Linked DNA regions of Mus musculus: region 1 is linked to region 2. Evidence: chromatin contacts called from public Hi-C data. All regions are on one chromosome and are shown on one strand. The core of a region is the stretch at or near the end of the contact, and the rest is flanking DNA. Distances in the headings are between cores, read along the strand shown.

The links. A called contact is a pair of places that touch in the nucleus more often than the background predicts.
Region 1: a contact with region 2 is called in a Hi-C map of the N1E-115 cell line, with 4 times the contacts expected there. The contact joins two enhancer-like sites. A contact is called at or near these places in 6 of 484 Hi-C or Micro-C datasets (the N1E-115 cell line, cerebellar granule neurons, immediate neuronal precursor and 3 more), 2 of 115 datasets of contacts at active chromatin or transcription factors (embryonic stem cells and oligodendrocyte precursor cells) and 2 of 9 other capture datasets (adipose tissue and liver).

What each region holds. Positions count from the first base shown.
Region 1 is chr6:28,917,286-28,921,086 of GRCm38.p6, forward strand. It overlaps a transcript of Snd1 not described here. Among named protein-coding and RNA genes, the nearest start is that of Gm40357, 46 kb to the right of the region's middle. Within about 2 kb of position 2,301, at least 6 of the 459 cell types and tissues checked have an H3K27ac peak or open chromatin away from gene starts, as enhancers often do. A contact at or near this core is called in the N1E-115 cell line, where this site is marked.
Region 2 is chr6:28,853,921-28,857,579 of GRCm38.p6, forward strand. The region is part of intron 16 of Snd1 (staphylococcal nuclease and tudor domain containing 1); the gene reads left to right. Among named protein-coding and RNA genes, the nearest start is that of Lrrc4, 24 kb to the left of the region's middle. Within about 2 kb of position 1,326, at least 38 of the 459 cell types and tissues checked have an H3K27ac peak or open chromatin away from gene starts, as enhancers often do. A contact at or near this core is called in the N1E-115 cell line, where this site is marked.

The sequences.
Region 1 (3,801 bases), core at 1,051-3,550, 64 kb after region 2:
AACCAATAGAGCTCCCATCAGGCATAGAAGTGCCCTGTAAGTGCTTCAGGGCCACTCCATGTCACATGTTACCTAGAAAATCGGCAGCCGAGCAGTGGTCACGTATGGGACAGAAAGACTCACAGAACAAAGAACCTTCACATTATCCAGGCTAGACCGACTGGAAACAGCCATAATGGAGCGAAGGGAGACCGGCAGTTAAAACAGAGATGGGGTTCTCGTGGAGAGGGGGGCACACACATCCCCAGTTCTAGGACACAGGGCTCACATGACCTGTTTTCTTGTTTTCAGCCTTGTCTGAGGTGGGGTGGCTAGGAAAGGTCAAAGGGAACAAGACGCTCAGCAGAGAGAAAGTCCCTGGAATCCAGCCCCGTTAACTCAGGCTGGGGAGCACACCTCCGACCCTCCCTAGCCCATCAGCCTCAGGAACAACTATCTGTTTCCTTAAAGATCTGAGCCCGTTGATGCTTTATTTAATTATAAAAGTCATTTTCCGCAAGGAGGCTTAATAGAACATCTGGGATGTTTTAAGTAAAGAACTGACTCACTTTCTTAGGCACAGGACATGTGGCTCCAGAGACCGTGATGCCGGAGGGTGGCTGAACTAAGATGCTGTGAGCATTGAGTGGGCGAGCTGCCTCTCCTCTGGTTCGTGTACTTTGGGGATTAGGTACCTTGCTATTTGCTAGCTTCATATCCTATATATCAGTAATGTTCTTTTATTCTCTCTCTCTCTCTCTCTCTCTCTCTCTCTCTCTCTAAGACAAGGATTTCAATATGTAGCCCTGCCTGTCCTGGAACTCACCATGTAGAACAAGCTGGTCATAAACTCATGTAAATTTACCCACCTCTCTCTCCCAGTGATGGTGAAGGCATGTGCCCCCACACTTCACTTGCTGTAGTGGCTAATACTGATTGTCAATGAATCAACTAAATCCTGAGCATCTAGGAATAGCTGTGAGGAATTCTCTTGGTTGGATTGTTTGGGATGGGAAGCCGCACTCTAAGCCTGGGCCGCACTGTCTGGTGGCAGCCCTCCTTGAAGGAGATGGAGGAAGGAAGATTTTTGCTTGTCCTCACTCTCACTGGTAAGTTTATCCATCCTGTTGTGAAGGCAGTCCTTCTCTGATATTAGGACCTATTTCTAATAAATATCATATATGATTGGTCTTATTTAACAATTCCATGTGTATATTATAGACTCTGAGCATATCCCCCACTGTTCTCTTACCCATTCAACATCCCACCCCTCTTCCCAGAGAAGCCCACTTCCTCCTACTTTCATGTCTGTTTTTCTCTTTTATTCCACTGCATTTAATTAGTGTATAATGTTTTCATATATATAACATATATACACATGTATATACACACATATATATATACATACATGTATATATACTATATTTACACATATATATGTGTATATAATATGTTGTGCATATATATGTATATAATATATACACACATGTATATATTACACTTATATGTATATATAATATATATGTACACACACACATATATATTCATTCTATCAGTTCTGTCCCTTCAAAGAACCCAGACTAATACACAGAGTAATATTCTCACTGTCATATTATTTTAATCTGTTCAATAAATGTATGTATATACTTTATCATGTTTCACTACCATTTGCTTCTATGTTTCATATTAGAATTTAATATCTATTACTTATTTGTGAGAGAGTTTTTAATTGTGCCTTTGGACTTTTGATTCTTCTGCCCAAACCCCCGAAGTGCTAGGGTTATAGAGGAATGCCACCACACCCCATTACAGAATTTACTATTCTTAAAGCAGCTCACACACTTTACATAGCACACTTCTCAAGGTGTTTAGTCTTGAACTATGTCTTCCAGTCTCTGCTCTTCTGTATGCCTAGGCCTGTTCTAATGGCTGTGACAAATACCCTTACTCCAGTCTCGGTCAGTGACCTCTCTTCTATTCTCTGGCTCTTCCTCTGAAACCTGGAAGGGGCTTCTTCCAGCTGCATTGGACATGGCTGTCCTTGGTGCTAACAACCCCTCGCCTGCTCCGAGCAGATTGGCTTCCTGACCAGTACAGCCGGCCTCCACAGGGCAGAGACTCACTCGCTGCCGCCCAGAGACTATTCCAAGCAGAGCAAACCAGAGCTCAGCACAGATCTCTCCATTCCCACCTGAGTCTGCTCATTGCCTACAGGGCCAGTCATGCCTTTTGAGGAAGCCCCAGGAGGTTGTGTCTGACTCTGGCTGTCTGGCAATGCTCATCTGGAGACTTCCTGATGCAATTAAGTCTCTGTGTAAGATCAGCAACCTCTCACCCACTTCTCAGCTAGATCTTTTCTTCCAACGAAGTGAGAACACTGGGCTTGCTCTCCTCTCCGGCCACATGCTTACTTCTGCTCCTATCTCCTACAAGCAAATGCTTCTATTTAACTCAGCCATGCAACCTTTGTTGCATCTCCGCTATGTGCCTGGCATTACTGTCAGCCTAATTGATTCAGCAGTATTGATTCAGACAAAATGCCTGACCTCCCACACCACTTCTACTGGGGGAGGTTTATAATTGAATGTCTCACCCAAAATGTGTATATTGAACTCTAATTCCCAGTGTGAAGGTATTTGGAATACATCTCTGGGGGTTATAAGGGTGTGGCCCTCATACAGAAGCTTAGTGCCGTTCTGAGAAGAGCTCAGAGATTTAACTAGCTCTTCCATCATGGGTTGGAGAATAATCTGCAAACAGAAGCCGGTCATCACCAGACCTGCTTATGGTCAGACCCTGACCCCAGACCAGAAGCCTCAGAGCTGTATGGTACAAGTGTTTGCTTACTGGCTGGGCAGCAATCACTAAGACAGAAAAGCACACAAGATGCCACATAATCTACAATGTGTAGATTGAGGGTCGCTAAGGCACAAATTCTAAATCTGAAATGCTCGAGAATTCACTGCCTTTGAGCATCAATAGGATGCCTCTAGTCTGATGCTTTGACATGCACAAGCTTTCTTACGCCTGCTGTGTGTTACAGCATACACCAAACACAAATGAGGTTTGTGTTTAGACTTGAGCTCCACACCGGTAGTATCTCATTAGGTGCTCAAAGACATTCCTAAATGTGAAACTCCCTGAAATCCCAAACCTTGTTTGCATTTGGATAAACAGCTTTCGCATGCCATGACAAGGGATGGTTACTATGCCAGGAGAAAGAATGGAGTCTAGAGGTTAGCACTTTGAGCCGCAAATTTAAAGAGGGTAGACAGGGAAGGTCTCACTTAGAAGGTAAATATACTTGTCAGGTTTCTGCAGAGGAACAGAACTAATAGAATGAAAATAGATAGATGATAGATAGATAGATAGATAGATAGATAGATAGATAGATAGATAGATAGATAGATATACACACACATGGAATTTGTTAGGTTGGCTTACATGATACCATCTAGTAGTCCAAAACCAGATGTTTTCATACTGGAAAGAATAGCCTGCTCATTCATTCAACGGACTGAATGCAGTCGGACACTGGAGTCCAGGAGGATTCCTGCAGAACCACTGGTCTTCAGTCCATGTCAGGAGACTGAAGAGCTGGAGTCTGATGTTAGAGAAGGAGGGCGACGATGGCAGAAGTAAAGTAGATGCACTCACAAGCAAGAGGCACAGGCAAGTAGGCAAAAGGCTTTTCCTTCTTCCTCTCTGGCTGCCAGCAGAAGGTACCACTCGCTCTGGGGAGGGGGAGGGGGTCCTCCACTCTGTTAGGTGAGCAGCACCACCCCATGGACCAGAGTCCTAGACTGAACATGAAGGAGGCAG
Region 2 (3,659 bases), core at 76-2,575:
GCCCCTGCATGGGCCTCCTCTCCACACTGCCCTACTTTGTCAAGCTGAGCTCTCCTCACCCCAGGCCTGTGGAGTGCAGCAGTCAAAGCTTTATTGCCCACATGCTGGAGCTACTCTGCAATAAAAGAAAATAAAACAAGGTAATGGGAATGGCTAGTGCGGAGGGCAGCCCCCCGGAGAATGCTGCTGCCCGTCTCCCCACCACTACCCATCACCTTTAAGATGCTTGTTGCGGAGGAAGGCATCGCTGGTCAGCGGGAGCAGTGTTTGCACAGGAGAACTTGTGCAGGGGTATAGACCCAATCTGGGTGCATCCTCCAGGATCCTGCCTCATAAGAAAGCAGGAACAGAAACTGATTGTACCTTACAGGGAAAGGAGAGGAATCCTGTCCAAGAGAGTTCCAAAGGGTAACAGAAGTCACTGTCCAGAAAGCTGCCTGAGGCTATAGTGTATCTTGGCAAGTGCTGGTAGTAGAAAACTCATCGGAAGAGGTGTAGTCTGGAAAAGCCAACAAGAAGTAGAGGGCCCTGGGCGCTGGTAAACTGTCCTTCCCAGGTCCCACTTCACATGAGATTTAGGATGGACACCAGATATTTATGCCTCGCACGGAAGATGGCATTAGCAGTCGTTCAAAGTCTCCAATGATTTCCATTTTGTCATGCGCTGTGTCTGGACCTTTGACCAGAGAGCTTTTAAATTCCTCTCCCTAGCCCCTTTTCTCCTCTCCCTCTCCCTGGCTCCTCTGTCCACAGGCTTGATCCAGACTTGTTGATGAGCCTCAGCCTCCCCCGCCACCCTACCCCCCTACACACACACAGAGGCACTAAATCTTGCCTGTCTGCCGTGCGACCCACCATCATTTTCCAAGCTCACCTACGCCCATGAATGCTTAATTTAAAACTTCTGCTGCCTCTCAGCAGTTTGTAATTCTGAGGCCGATCTCAGCAGAGGAGACAAAATGGGCTGATGAATGTACTCAGGAAAGTGAGCAGAAAACGATACACGGAGCGTCTCTGTGATGTGAGGCCAGGCTTTCTTAACCATTTAGTATAATAAGATGGATATCTACAGTGCTGAGTTGTTCTAATAGGATGGATATCTGCCTGATGTATCGGCCTGCAGGGTAGTTATGAGTTTTAAATTTCCTCATCTCTACGGCAATAAATTCTCTGGGCTTTTCAATTATAAACTCACTTTTCTCAGTTGGGGAAGCCAGAAGAATTTTGTTTTGGTCAAGGTTAAAAGCAGCTGGCACAGTATGGGCTGGGAGACGGAAGCACGCAAGCTGAGCCTGTACCTATGCCTCCCTTCTCAGCAGCCAGTGCCCTTCCCAGGCAGCACTGTAGGCCAGCCTCCTTTGCTCTCCTCAGTTAGATATTCCCCACAGGGATCTAAAGGAGTCCCTATTGCTTCAGAAGTTTGCACTTACAAGGTTAACCCCCTCACTGGGGCTTGCTTTAACAGAGGGAGAAAAGCCGGGGAGAAATGAAATGGGAGCTCCGAGAGGGGGTTGCCCTGTCTGGCCACCTCCTGGTGGAAGCCAACAAGTGGCTGCTGCAGTGGCTTCTAGGAGTCAAGGAGCTGACTGAGTTTCTGGGGCTTGGCCCACGCTGAGCAGCCAGCAGAGACTAGACAGGAAGAGTCCCGGAGGATAATGAGCCCAGGGCTGCTAAGTGGAGTACTCAGCAGGGTCCTGCGGATCCTTGCTCTGGCAGATGAAGCAGAGGGACCTGCCTCTCCTAATGACTTTCTCTTCCCACTGACACATCACCCAGGCCAAGAGCAAAGCAGCCAGGCCAGCAGGAAGACAGATGCCTCTCCCCAGGGCTGCTTCCTGGCCTCTCTCAATTTGCCTTCAACCCCACATCCTGGCCAGAGCCTCCACCTCAATTCCTTCAGGAAATTTAGGCATTCAGGAATATGATGCTTCCAGATGCCACAGAATCATTCTGCCTACAGGTTAATGACAAGAGCCAGGTTAGAAAAGTAAGCAAGATTGAGCTCAAATTCTGGTCTCTATACTTACCAAATGACCTTGGGCAGATTTATTCTTTTTTTTCTCTTTTAATCTGCATTTAATTAAATTTAACCATTACCTATTAATAGAGTACCAAGGTATGTTTCTATACAATATACATTATATTGTTTTTAAATTAATGTAACATCTTTTTCAAACATCACATATTTTTATTTATTGGAGGAGAGTTTGGGTTTCTCTATGTAGCCCTGGCTGTCCTGGATCTCTGTAGACCAGGCTGACCTTGAACTCAGAGATCCACCTTCTTAGTGCTGGGATTGAAGGTGTGGACCACCAGGACCAGCTTCAAAAATTCTTTTTTAATGGTGAAAGCTGTCCAAGTCCTTTTTCCCCATTTTGTCTGTGGTCGTGTCACTATGCAACAGCATGTTAGAGCTTCTTCTATCTGACTATAGTGTTGCCCTTAGAGTACCCTTTCTTCTTCCTCTTGTTCTTTATCTGTAACACGGGGGATCTAACACAAGGCTTTGTACCTGCTAGGCCTGTGCTCTACCATGGAGCATGGTCCTACATGGAGTACTCTCTCACTTCAGCAAGTTGTTTTAACTTGTAAGAGCCTCCAATTCCTTATCAGTAGAATGGAGCCATAAAAATCGTTTTATAAACAGTGGTGAGAACTAAGTCAGTCCATGTTGAATCTAATGGAAGTTCTTCCATGAGTGGCTCTCATAGCCAGAACTCGGCAAAGGATTTCCTTTACTTCTCCCTGATCTTCCCCTCAGATGCGGAGTTGACAGCTCTTTAGGTAAGAGTCCTCTTACTAGACCGTGTATAGTCTGCCTCTGCCATGCCTGGCCTTTAGGCAAAACCTATATTCCAGGTACAGCCTTCGTGAGCCAGACTATGGCCCCAGGGACGTTCTATGTATGGCCCAGCCCTGTGCTCCTGGCAGTTCCTGTCACTAAAACAAAAAGGAAGCTTCTTTTTCTGAGACTGTCCGCTTTTATGTTCTTCAAGCCAGACAAATAGATAAATGCCAGTGATAGACATTTGTATGTCCTTTCATTCCACTCATTTTACTTGTGTTGACCTACTGTGTGAACCAGACACCATGCAGGTGTTGGGTCCACAAAGTCAAGTATCAAGGAGCTGGCAGGCTGACCTCAGCAGTCAGAGATGATGATCTGTGCTCTGTGTTGCCCACATTCCCTCAGAGCACAACAGGGCACTGGGTAAGATTACTTACAGGAAGTGCTGTGAGGCCCTAGTCAGTATTAACTTGGGGCGGGGGTGGGGGGGGCATGCACTCCAACTCCAGACAGAGGTTCCAACACAGCCCTGAGGATTGCACCCAGTTAGTCTCCCTGTAGATCAAAGCAGTGTTTGCTTAAATATAAGTAAACTTCTCTTCCTTCTCATAAAAGAAGCTCAGAGGCCAGCACCACTCTAGTGTCTCCCAGTGTCCTCAGGGTACGTGTTCCCATGTGTGTGTAGAAAGGTCCATTTACCCACTCTGTTGTACTTAGTTTTTACCCACAATTCTCAAGGGAAAAGGTTCCCACAGCTGCAGCCTCTCAGCTTTTCCTACTAGCCTGGGAGTCAAAAGGAGGAGAAAACACAAAGATAGTAACTGTTTTTCTATAAGTCCTGCCCCAGGATTTCTGCTAAATCTCACTAATG